Linked DNA regions of Sus scrofa: all the other regions are linked to region 1. The links are chromatin contacts, called in public promoter capture Hi-C maps. All regions are on one chromosome and are shown on one strand. The core of a region is the stretch at or near the end of the contact, and the rest is flanking DNA. Distances in the headings are between cores, read along the strand shown.

What was found. Promoter capture Hi-C pulls out the DNA fragments that hold promoters and counts their contacts.
Region 2: a promoter capture Hi-C map of fetal skeletal muscle shows a contact between it and region 1, with 8 times the contacts expected there. The contact joins the promoter of LOC110259951 here to the promoter of RPUSD1 in region 1. A contact is called at or near these places in 2 of 5 promoter capture datasets (fetal skeletal muscle and liver).
Region 3: a contact with region 1 is called in a promoter capture Hi-C map of liver, with 5 times the contacts expected there. The contact joins the promoter of MRPL28 here to the promoter of RPUSD1 in region 1. A contact is called at or near these places in 2 of 5 promoter capture datasets (fetal liver and liver) and 1 of 47 Hi-C or Micro-C datasets (liver).

What each region holds. Positions count from the first base shown.
Region 1 is chr3:41,008,428-41,011,127 of Sscrofa11.1, reverse strand. RPUSD1 (RNA pseudouridylate synthase domain-containing protein 1) reads right to left here and starts at 1,406. Exons shown (of 6, transcript XM_005662236.3): 1 at 1,190-1,406; 2 at 447-657; 3 at 250-373; 4 at 16-118. The coding sequence starts at 649. CHTF18 (chromosome transmission fidelity protein 18 homolog) reads left to right here and starts at 1,540. Exons shown (of 22, transcript XM_021086879.1): 1 at 1,540-1,689; 2 at 1,909-2,109; 3 at 2,181-2,331; 4 at 2,472-2,640. The coding sequence starts at 1,596.
Region 2 is chr3:40,736,799-40,739,498 of Sscrofa11.1, reverse strand. LOC110259951 (tektin-4) reads right to left here and starts at 1,434. Exons shown (of 6, transcript XM_021086872.1): 1 at 736-1,434. The coding sequence starts at 1,269.
Region 3 is chr3:41,329,096-41,331,795 of Sscrofa11.1, reverse strand. It overlaps MRPL28 (39S ribosomal protein L28, mitochondrial), which reads right to left and starts at 1,384. Exons shown (of 5, transcript XM_005655127.3): 1 at 674-1,384; 2 at 1-84. The coding sequence starts at 961. TMEM8A (transmembrane protein 8A) reads right to left here. Exons shown (of 12, transcript XR_002342470.1): 11 at 1,713-2,700; 12 at 1,366-1,441.

The DNA of each region.
Region 1 (2,700 bases), core at 157-2,656:
CCGGCCCCTCTGCACCTTGTGTGCCCTCAATGCACATGGTGTGGGTCCGGCCTTCTGTGCTGTTCTTGCCGATGGCATAGCTGATGGTCACCCGGCTCTCCTGGATGTGCCCCCGCACCTGCCAGGCAGGAAGTCACATGTTGCTAAAGGGGCCACCCGCCACTGCTGGGGAGCCCGGCTGACAGTCAGAGCCTGTGACAGCGGACGGAGAGTTGGAGTCCTCTGCCCCAGCGGCCAGCTGAGCCTTACCAGCGCCAGATAAGCCTTGGTGACCCGCCGGTCCTTGAAGCACCTGTAGGCACTGCCTGCGGCCGCCTTGTTCAGGGCCACACAGAGCGCCCCACTGGTGGAGAAGTCCAGCTGGTGGCAGAACCTGGCGTAGGGCAGAGGGTCAGCGGTGGCTGGGCTGGGGGTTGCTTCCTCCCCACAGAGGCTGCTGTGGGTACCTGTGCCCCATTCCTGCACACCTGAACCCGTAGCAGGTGTCAGGGTCAGCCAGCTCTGGGAAGCGGTGCCGCAGCTGCTTCTGGAGGGTCAGCGTCTCCCTCCAAGCCTTGCTGTCGATGCGCACGTCCCAGTGCTTGTTCACCACCAGGAAGTCATGGCTCCTGTATACAACGCACAGGTTCTCCACGCTGCCTGGCTCCATGGTGGTGCCTGCAACACGGAAGTGCGTGGAGTGGGGTTCCTGGGTGCCCACGTCAGAGTTCTGCTCACCTGGCATGGACACCCTGGCTCCCCGGGGTCCTGGGTCTGAAACTGTGGAAGCTATCTGTCAGGCAAGCTCGTAGACCTACTGGGCGCCTGCACCCTCACCCCTGAGTCAAGTAGCAGAGTATCTACCAGCTTGGGGGGGGGGTGGGGGCGGGGGGTGTGCCTGGCCAGTTGCTCTGGGCTCGCCTGGGGCCGTCCTGCCCAAGGACCTGGGCCTGGGGAGAAGCAATCTTGCTTTCCACCCTGCCTCCTGGAGCCCTTCCCAGAGAGGCTCCGGCCGCGCGACAGGGGCCTTTTTCCGAGTGAGGCTGGGTTCAGGGCAGAGAATAGTGCCTCCATTGCCCACGTAGACACCCCCTGCTCTGCCTCCGCTCCGTGGAACCCCAGCCTCCCGCGTCCGATGGGCACAGGCCGAGGGGTGCTTGTCGGACTTCGGCTGTGAGCCCCTCGCGCCCCGGCCCACTCCAGAACCGACCTGCAGCTCGGCTGCGCCGTCCAGGACCCCGATGCCTCCGACCGGCCCTGGCTCCTGCCCTCGAGTCTCCACGCCTTGTGGCCTAGGGGCACCGGAACTGCCGTGGCGACCGCAGAGCTAAACCTCTCAGGGCTGGGCCTGCGCGCCCCCGTCCCCGCCCACGCATAGATTGGCGGCCCTGCTGACCAATGGAGAGCGCCTAGGATCCACCGCTCCAGTCTCAGCGCACAGACTCTGGCCCGCCCAGCCTGCCCGAGCAGCCCCGCCCCCGCCCCACCCCGCCCCCGCCCACTGACCAATGGCGTGAGCCGCCGGGCACGCCTGCCATTGATTGGCGGCGCCGGGACGTTCCGGGCGTGGGCTGCGCGCGCGGCGCGGGAGGTTCGGAGCCAGTGGCTGGCGGGCCATGGAGGACTACGAGCGGGAGCTGTACGGTGTAGAGGATGATGACTTCGACAGCCAGTTCGCAGCTGAGCTGGAGGTGCTGGCGGAGCTGGAAGGTGGGTGCGAGCTCGTCCCGGGTAGTTCGGGAGGATCCCGGCTTGCCCGGGGCGTTCGGGAGGGCTGCTGGGAGGGGAGGGGAAGCGCCAAGGCCGGGAGGCAGGAACCGCCTTTAGAGAGAGCTCGGCGCTGCAGCGCCGCGCACCGCAGAAGCTGTGGCTGTGCTGTTTGTGCCGACGGGCTGCCCTGAGCGGCTGCAGTGAGTCTTCTCTCCGCAGGAACAGCCGCCCTGACACCTTCCAGGAGCCTCCGGCCTGCCCCCACCATGGGCCGGCCCCGCCTGACGTTCGAGGAGGCCATTGCTGGAGGGGACGCTGCCACTCACTGTTCTCCAGGCAGACCTCCAAAAGGCGGTAGTGGCGGTGCCAAGAAGAGGCAGCTGACGGCTGACATCCAGGGGACCATATCCCTGCCTCCTAGTACGTTTGCAGGGGTTCAAAGCTGTAGGGGTGGGATGTGAGGCCGGGGAAGGACCGCTGTTTCTCCCCAGCCCCTAGGATCAAACGGTCCAGGCTGGAGGCCGCCAGGAGGCTGAACTTCAGGCCCGACGAAATGGAAGATCTGCTGCCTCCTGATTCCCCCACTCGGGACATCATTCTGCCACCGAGTCCTGAGGTCCCCGCTGAGCTGTGGGGCAGCGGGTGTGTGGCCTAGGGCACAGGTTTCCTGGGGGGACCTTGGAAGGATCCTGTTCCTGGGACAAAGATCCCAAGGGCTCTGTGCCTTTGGGAGGGCTGGGTAACCGAGGGTGGATCTCGAGATGGCCCTGGTCCCTTCCCAGACCCTCGGACACTGGGGCTGAGGAGGGCTGCACCGGAGCCTCGCCAGCCGCCCGCAATCCTGTCCTGAGGCGGCCCCCTGTGTTGGAGGACTACATCAACGTCACCTCCACGGGCGGCGACCGTGCTTTTCTGGTGCTGAGGGATGACCCAGTGGGCACTGGGGTGCAGGTGGGTTCTGTGCAGCCACAAGCAGGGGCCTGCACAGCCTATCCTGAATCTGACCACGAG
Region 2 (2,700 bases), core at 185-2,684, 270 kb after region 1:
CGGCAGAGAGGCTCTGCCCTTCCCCACACACGTCCCAAGCCAGGCAGCCGCTCCTGGGGCTCAGCTCAGGCCCTTTGTGGTTTGGGGCATGTGTGAAGGACCATCGGGGCATCATGGAACTGGCCAGGCCCTGCCCTGCCCCAGTGGCCCCCAACTGTCCCATCCTTGGGCAAACGTTCCAACATGCATCCAGGTGTGGATGCTGCCACGGCCTGGGCCCTGCCTCCGCCCCCAGTGTGAGCCGTAGTGGGGGCAGGGGCACAGCAGGAGCCCTGGACCCCCGACCAAGGTGAGGGGACATAGGCCAAGGTCTAGCCCCAGCCCAGGCCCACTCCAGGCCCAGTCCAGCCCCAGCCCAGGCCACAGTGCCACTAGCCTGGCTGGGCCCGCCTTGGAGGGAGCCTGGTTTTGCCCAGCACCCACTGTAAGGCCGGGCTGTGAGAAGGACAGGCCCGGTTTCTGGGGCCAGGGAGGGCACCTCCCTTCTGGACAGCATGAGCCCTGCCCCTGCCCCTGCCCCCTGCCCGGCTGTCCCAGACCTACACGCAGAGCCAGCTTCTGCCCTCTGCCTGCGTGTGTGCTGAGGGCTCAGGCTCCCTGTGCTGTGTGCAGCCACGTGGTACATGGGCACCAAGGCCTCTGCCAGCTGTGTTGTGGGGCACACGCCTTCCCACACTCCCTGGCGAGAGGTGGGGCGGCTGGGCTGGCCGTCCCCGGGACCCAGAGGGACCGAACCTTCAGCAGCTCCATCTCCACCCAGTCGCGCACGAGGTCGGGGTGCTGGCGGCGCTCCTGGCACTGCAGGTTGTCTGTGGCGATGGAGAAGGGCAGGGCTGTGGCGTCCAGGGCACGCTCCAGCCGCTGCTTCTGGGCCAGCAGCAGGTCGGTCTCTGCGACCAGCTCTTCCACGTGGCGCTGTAGCTCTGACTTCCAGCAGTGTGTGTCCTGCAGGTGCTCACCCACCTTCTTCATGGAGTCCTTCTGTGTGCGCTGTGCCAGCGCCTCCGTCTCAGCCACCAGCTGCTGGCTCTCGTGGCGCTGCTGCTCTGACTGGTCACGGTCGGCGAAGGCCTGATGGTAGCGGGCGTAGCAGTTCTGGAACCACTCGTCTGCCAGGTACTTAGCTGTGCGGAAGCCAGCAGTGGCCAGGCCAGAGGATGTGTGGGCGCCCGTGTTTTGGGCCACATCGTACAGCTTGCGGGGTAGCTGGCACGCCAGCACTGTCTGCGGGGCGGGCTGCTTGGTCGTGAGTATGTCCGTCTGTGCCATGGTGCCGCCCAGGCACAGGTAGGAGGGGGAGAGAGAGGAAGGCTGCTTAGCACAGTCAGCAGGGCAGCTCCGGCCACTCTGTCCCCAAGCAGGACGTGGCTCCCGGTCTCCTGGAGACAGGTACACATCAAGCTCTCCTGTTGCTAGGTGATGGGGACAGCAACCCCCCCCCACCGCAAGGCCCTCTTAAAGGACCAGGCAGGCCCCAGCCCTACCTGTCCTGGCCACATCTGTCACATGCCTGGCATACTTGGAGGCCAGCCCTGTCTCCTGCGTCTTAGCTGTCCCAGTGGGGCTTGCCCCCTGGGCACGCAGGAGTCTCTGATGGGGAGTTGGATTCACCTTCCAGTGGATGTGCCTGGAATCAGATGCCCAAATCTTCCCCACATGTAGGAGGCAGGTCTTGTCCTGGAGACAGTGTCTCCAAGGCCACCCAGGGCCTGGGAGTTGGGGTGGTGAGACACATCTCCAAGTACCCTGGGCCTGGGCCGGGAGCCTGAGCCCCTGGGCAGTGCCCAACATGACCAGCAGAGGGCACCATTGGCCACAAAATGCTGTGCCGCACATAGGCGCCAGGGTGCCAGTGGTTCTCTTGCCACAGCCCAGCCTACCATCTGGCCCAGATGACCTCCCCCGCCCCCCGCCCTGGCTCCTCCTGTGGGACACCCCCAGTCTTCACAGCGGGACATCCACATAGTGCCCCCAGCAGAGTCCATGGCCCCTGCCCCTGGGCCTCTCCCACCATGGCTCTGTCCCCTACTTGTGCTGCAGGAGCCCCTGGACCGCCTCAGACCCACCAGCCTGGGCTCGGCCTGGGCCTGGGCCCCCTGCCCTCCTCCCACAGGCGTCACCCTCAGCCAGCACCCCTCACTTGGCTGACGGCATCCATACCAGCCGGCACACAGTAGGTGCTTTATAAATGTAAGTTTTGGGGACAGCAGCCCGAGACCTCCCTAACCCAGAGCCTGTCCTTGGGGCTGACAGCCTGAACGACCTTGAGCCTCTCTGTGCTCGGTTTCCAGGTGGCAGGGGACACACAGAGCCTGCCGGGGTGGGGGCACAGGAGGGGCCACCGCCTAGCTTTTATTAGAACCTGCCCCTCACACACCGTCCTTTCCCTGTGGCCACAGCAGGGCGGAGCTGCCTGGGGTCTGACCCGGGGAAGCAGCCAGAACACGTGGGACCAGGACTGCACTCCCTGGCAGGGCGTGACCCTGGGGCATGGCGGGTGGGCCAGCAGGTGGCGCTCTTGCGTGAGAGTGGAAGTCTGACTCGCCTGAGACAGGCCACGGTCTTCGGGGTGGGCGCTCTGGCCAAACCGGCCCTGGCCCCGGCCAGTGGCAGACCCCTCGGCCTCCTGCCTTTTGTCCAGAGGGGAGTGGTGCTCGTGGGCTGAAGGCTCCCGGGACTCCCGGGTTGGATCTGGCCCTG
Region 3 (2,700 bases), core at 135-2,634, 320 kb before region 1:
GGTGAACCGCTTGTCCAGGATCTCACTGTAGAGCTCGCGCTGGAACAGCTGCGGCTTCCACACCTTCCTCACTCTCTTGGAGAGCTGAGGGAGCAAGAGGCTTGGTGACATCGGGCCGGGGAGCTGCACCTGTCAGCCTCCACTCGGGGGCCTGGCTGCCCAGAGGTCCGCTTCTCCCCCGACCCTGCCGAGGTGGCAGGGTCACACACAACCGTAACTGCAGGGTCCACGGGGTTTCACGGTCCAAACCAGAGCCTAAGGGCCCAAAGGCCAAGGAGACATCAAAGACACAAATCCCCACCCCGAGGGCTCGGCAGCTCCTCCAGGTTCCCCATCAGAGGCAGCAAGGCACTGGGGGCATCAGGGGCGGACTGGGGTGATCTGCCCCCCGGGTTAGTCTCTCGACCATTCTAAAGGGGGCAGGGCAGTGCCAGCCTTGCCGGTGTCAGGATAGGTGGGGGTGAGGGTGAAGCCGACAGGTCTCCTTAGGCCTCGCCCCCCACCCCCTCTCAAGACTCAGGCCTCCTCCCCATCCTGAAAGGAGCTGTGTCCGCCGGGCCGTAAGCCCTCCTCCCGAGCAGAGTCCCCTTCCTCTCCAGGTACCTCCAGACCCCAGCCGGAGCCGGGCGGCAAGGCCCGGGAGGTACCGCGCCAGCCCGTCCTGCTCGCTCACCTTGTCGTTGTTGACGTATCTGTGACCCAGCACCCAGCCCTCGCCGCCCCACAGCCCCAGCTGGGACTCCGGGGGGTAGTGAACCGGAATGGGCACGTCCTCCACGCGCTCCCGCTGCCAGTTCTTGGGGTTGATCTTGAACTTGGCCCCGTGAGGCCTGTAGTGCACGGGAGTGGGCGTCCGCGCCTCCTCCAGGGAGCGCAGGTAGTGCCGGGGCAGGCGGGAATAGATGCCCTCCCACAGCCGGAGCTGCTTCCACAGGCCGACAGGGACCTTGTGCAAGGGCATCGCGGCGAGGCTGGCGGGAGGCAGGGACCGCGGTCACGCGCGGCGGCCGGACGTGGGACAACACCCTCACCCCGGCCCCGCGCGCAAAGCCGCGTGACTCCCACTGCAAGCCAGGATCAGCCGCGCCAGCCTCCGGAGCCCAGGGCCTCGCCGGAAACGGAAGTCGTGCCGCGGCACCCTGCTCTCCAACCGCCGCTGATTGGCTGCAAGCCAGTCCGTCTACCCAGCTCGTCCCGCCCCCTCTTTGGTCCTTAGGGACCGTGGAAAACTTCCTGCAGAGATGGTGGCAGCCCCAGGGATCGTCGGCAAGTGTGGGGCCGGCAAGAATGGGCCCGTTTCCAGAGGCTTGGCCACCTTCCCTCCTCCCAGAACGAGCGCAGAAAGCAATGCAAAGACTCTTTTTACCTTGAAACATCAGTGTAGAATATTAAATTCATCAATCACAGTGAAATCAGAGCTACAGAAAAATGTCTTCAATGTCTGAAAAAATCCCCCCCCGAAATACCTTATATAAATATTTCCCCATTACAAGCCTGGAGAATGCTACGGTGGCCAAGTGCTGGGTAACTGCGGGTGTGGGAAGCCTCCCGGGAGGCCATATCCTGGATGGGACTCGGAAGGCAAGATGCCAGGTCCAGAGGTGAGAGGGCTGCGGGCCCCCACCCACCCTGGGCTCAGCACCCTCACACTGACAGTGGCCCCCCGCAGCCTACCTTAGGGAGGGCCTCCTGGGGTGGTCAGCAGCCCTTACCCTGCTTTCACCACGAGAGAGGTTAGGCCAGGTCCCCAGGAGCCCCCTCTGCAGACACGTGTTTGAGCGAGGTCAGGGTGGCCGCCGTCCCCTTCTCTTCTCAAGGAGATGCTCACTAGACAAGGGCCCAGGAACCCAGAGGGCAGTGGGGTAGAGTTGGGACAAGGTGTGCCCTGGGAGCCCAGCACTCCCAGAGCATCTTGGAGCCTCCTCTCCACGAAGGCCTCCCAGTTTTGGAGCCAACGTGAAGGGGTAGGGGTGGCCAGCCAGCCAGAAGCCAGCCTTCCCCATGCCCTCGTGGCAGCTAGCCCTTAGGCCACCCAGTGCCATCAGCTCCCTTGGCACGATCGCCCCTTCCCGTGGCAAATGCATCAGCAGGGGGCATCCTGCTGGGGCACAAGGGGTCAAGGAGCCACGCGGCGGCACAGCTACCAGCCTAAGTGCCAGAGCACAGCCTCACACAGGAACAGGGCGACACAGCCATCTTACTCTACGTTTCCCTCCAACCATCTCCAGGCCAGCAGACCACAGGGGCTTCCCCACTTGGTACCTGTGGTCTCCAGGCAGCCAGGGCCAGGCCTCAGGAGCCACTGCAGACACCCGCTGGGCCCTGCAGAGGGACCGGGTAGCTGGCAGCCAGTAGGCATAAGGGAGCTGGGGGTGTGGCCTTGCCTCCGGAGGAGGAGGAAGTGAGAGCACAGCAGTGCAATTTTATTCGGCTGGAAATCCATCTGGACAGGGTACCTCTCCCCTGGTCCTGCCCCTGGCCGGAGAAATCATCAAAGCCGCAGGTGTCCCCAAGCGGGCCACGTCATGTCACTGTGTACAGCTCTTCCTGGCGGTTCCTGCAGATATCATAGTGGCAGGTGAGCTTCTGGGAGCAGGCCCAGGGCTCGGTGTGTTGGTCCCTTGGTGGCAGCAGGAACGCAGCGCTGCCAGCCAGCAGCATGTGCCAGATGCTGTGGGTGTAGTAATAGTTGTCGCTGGT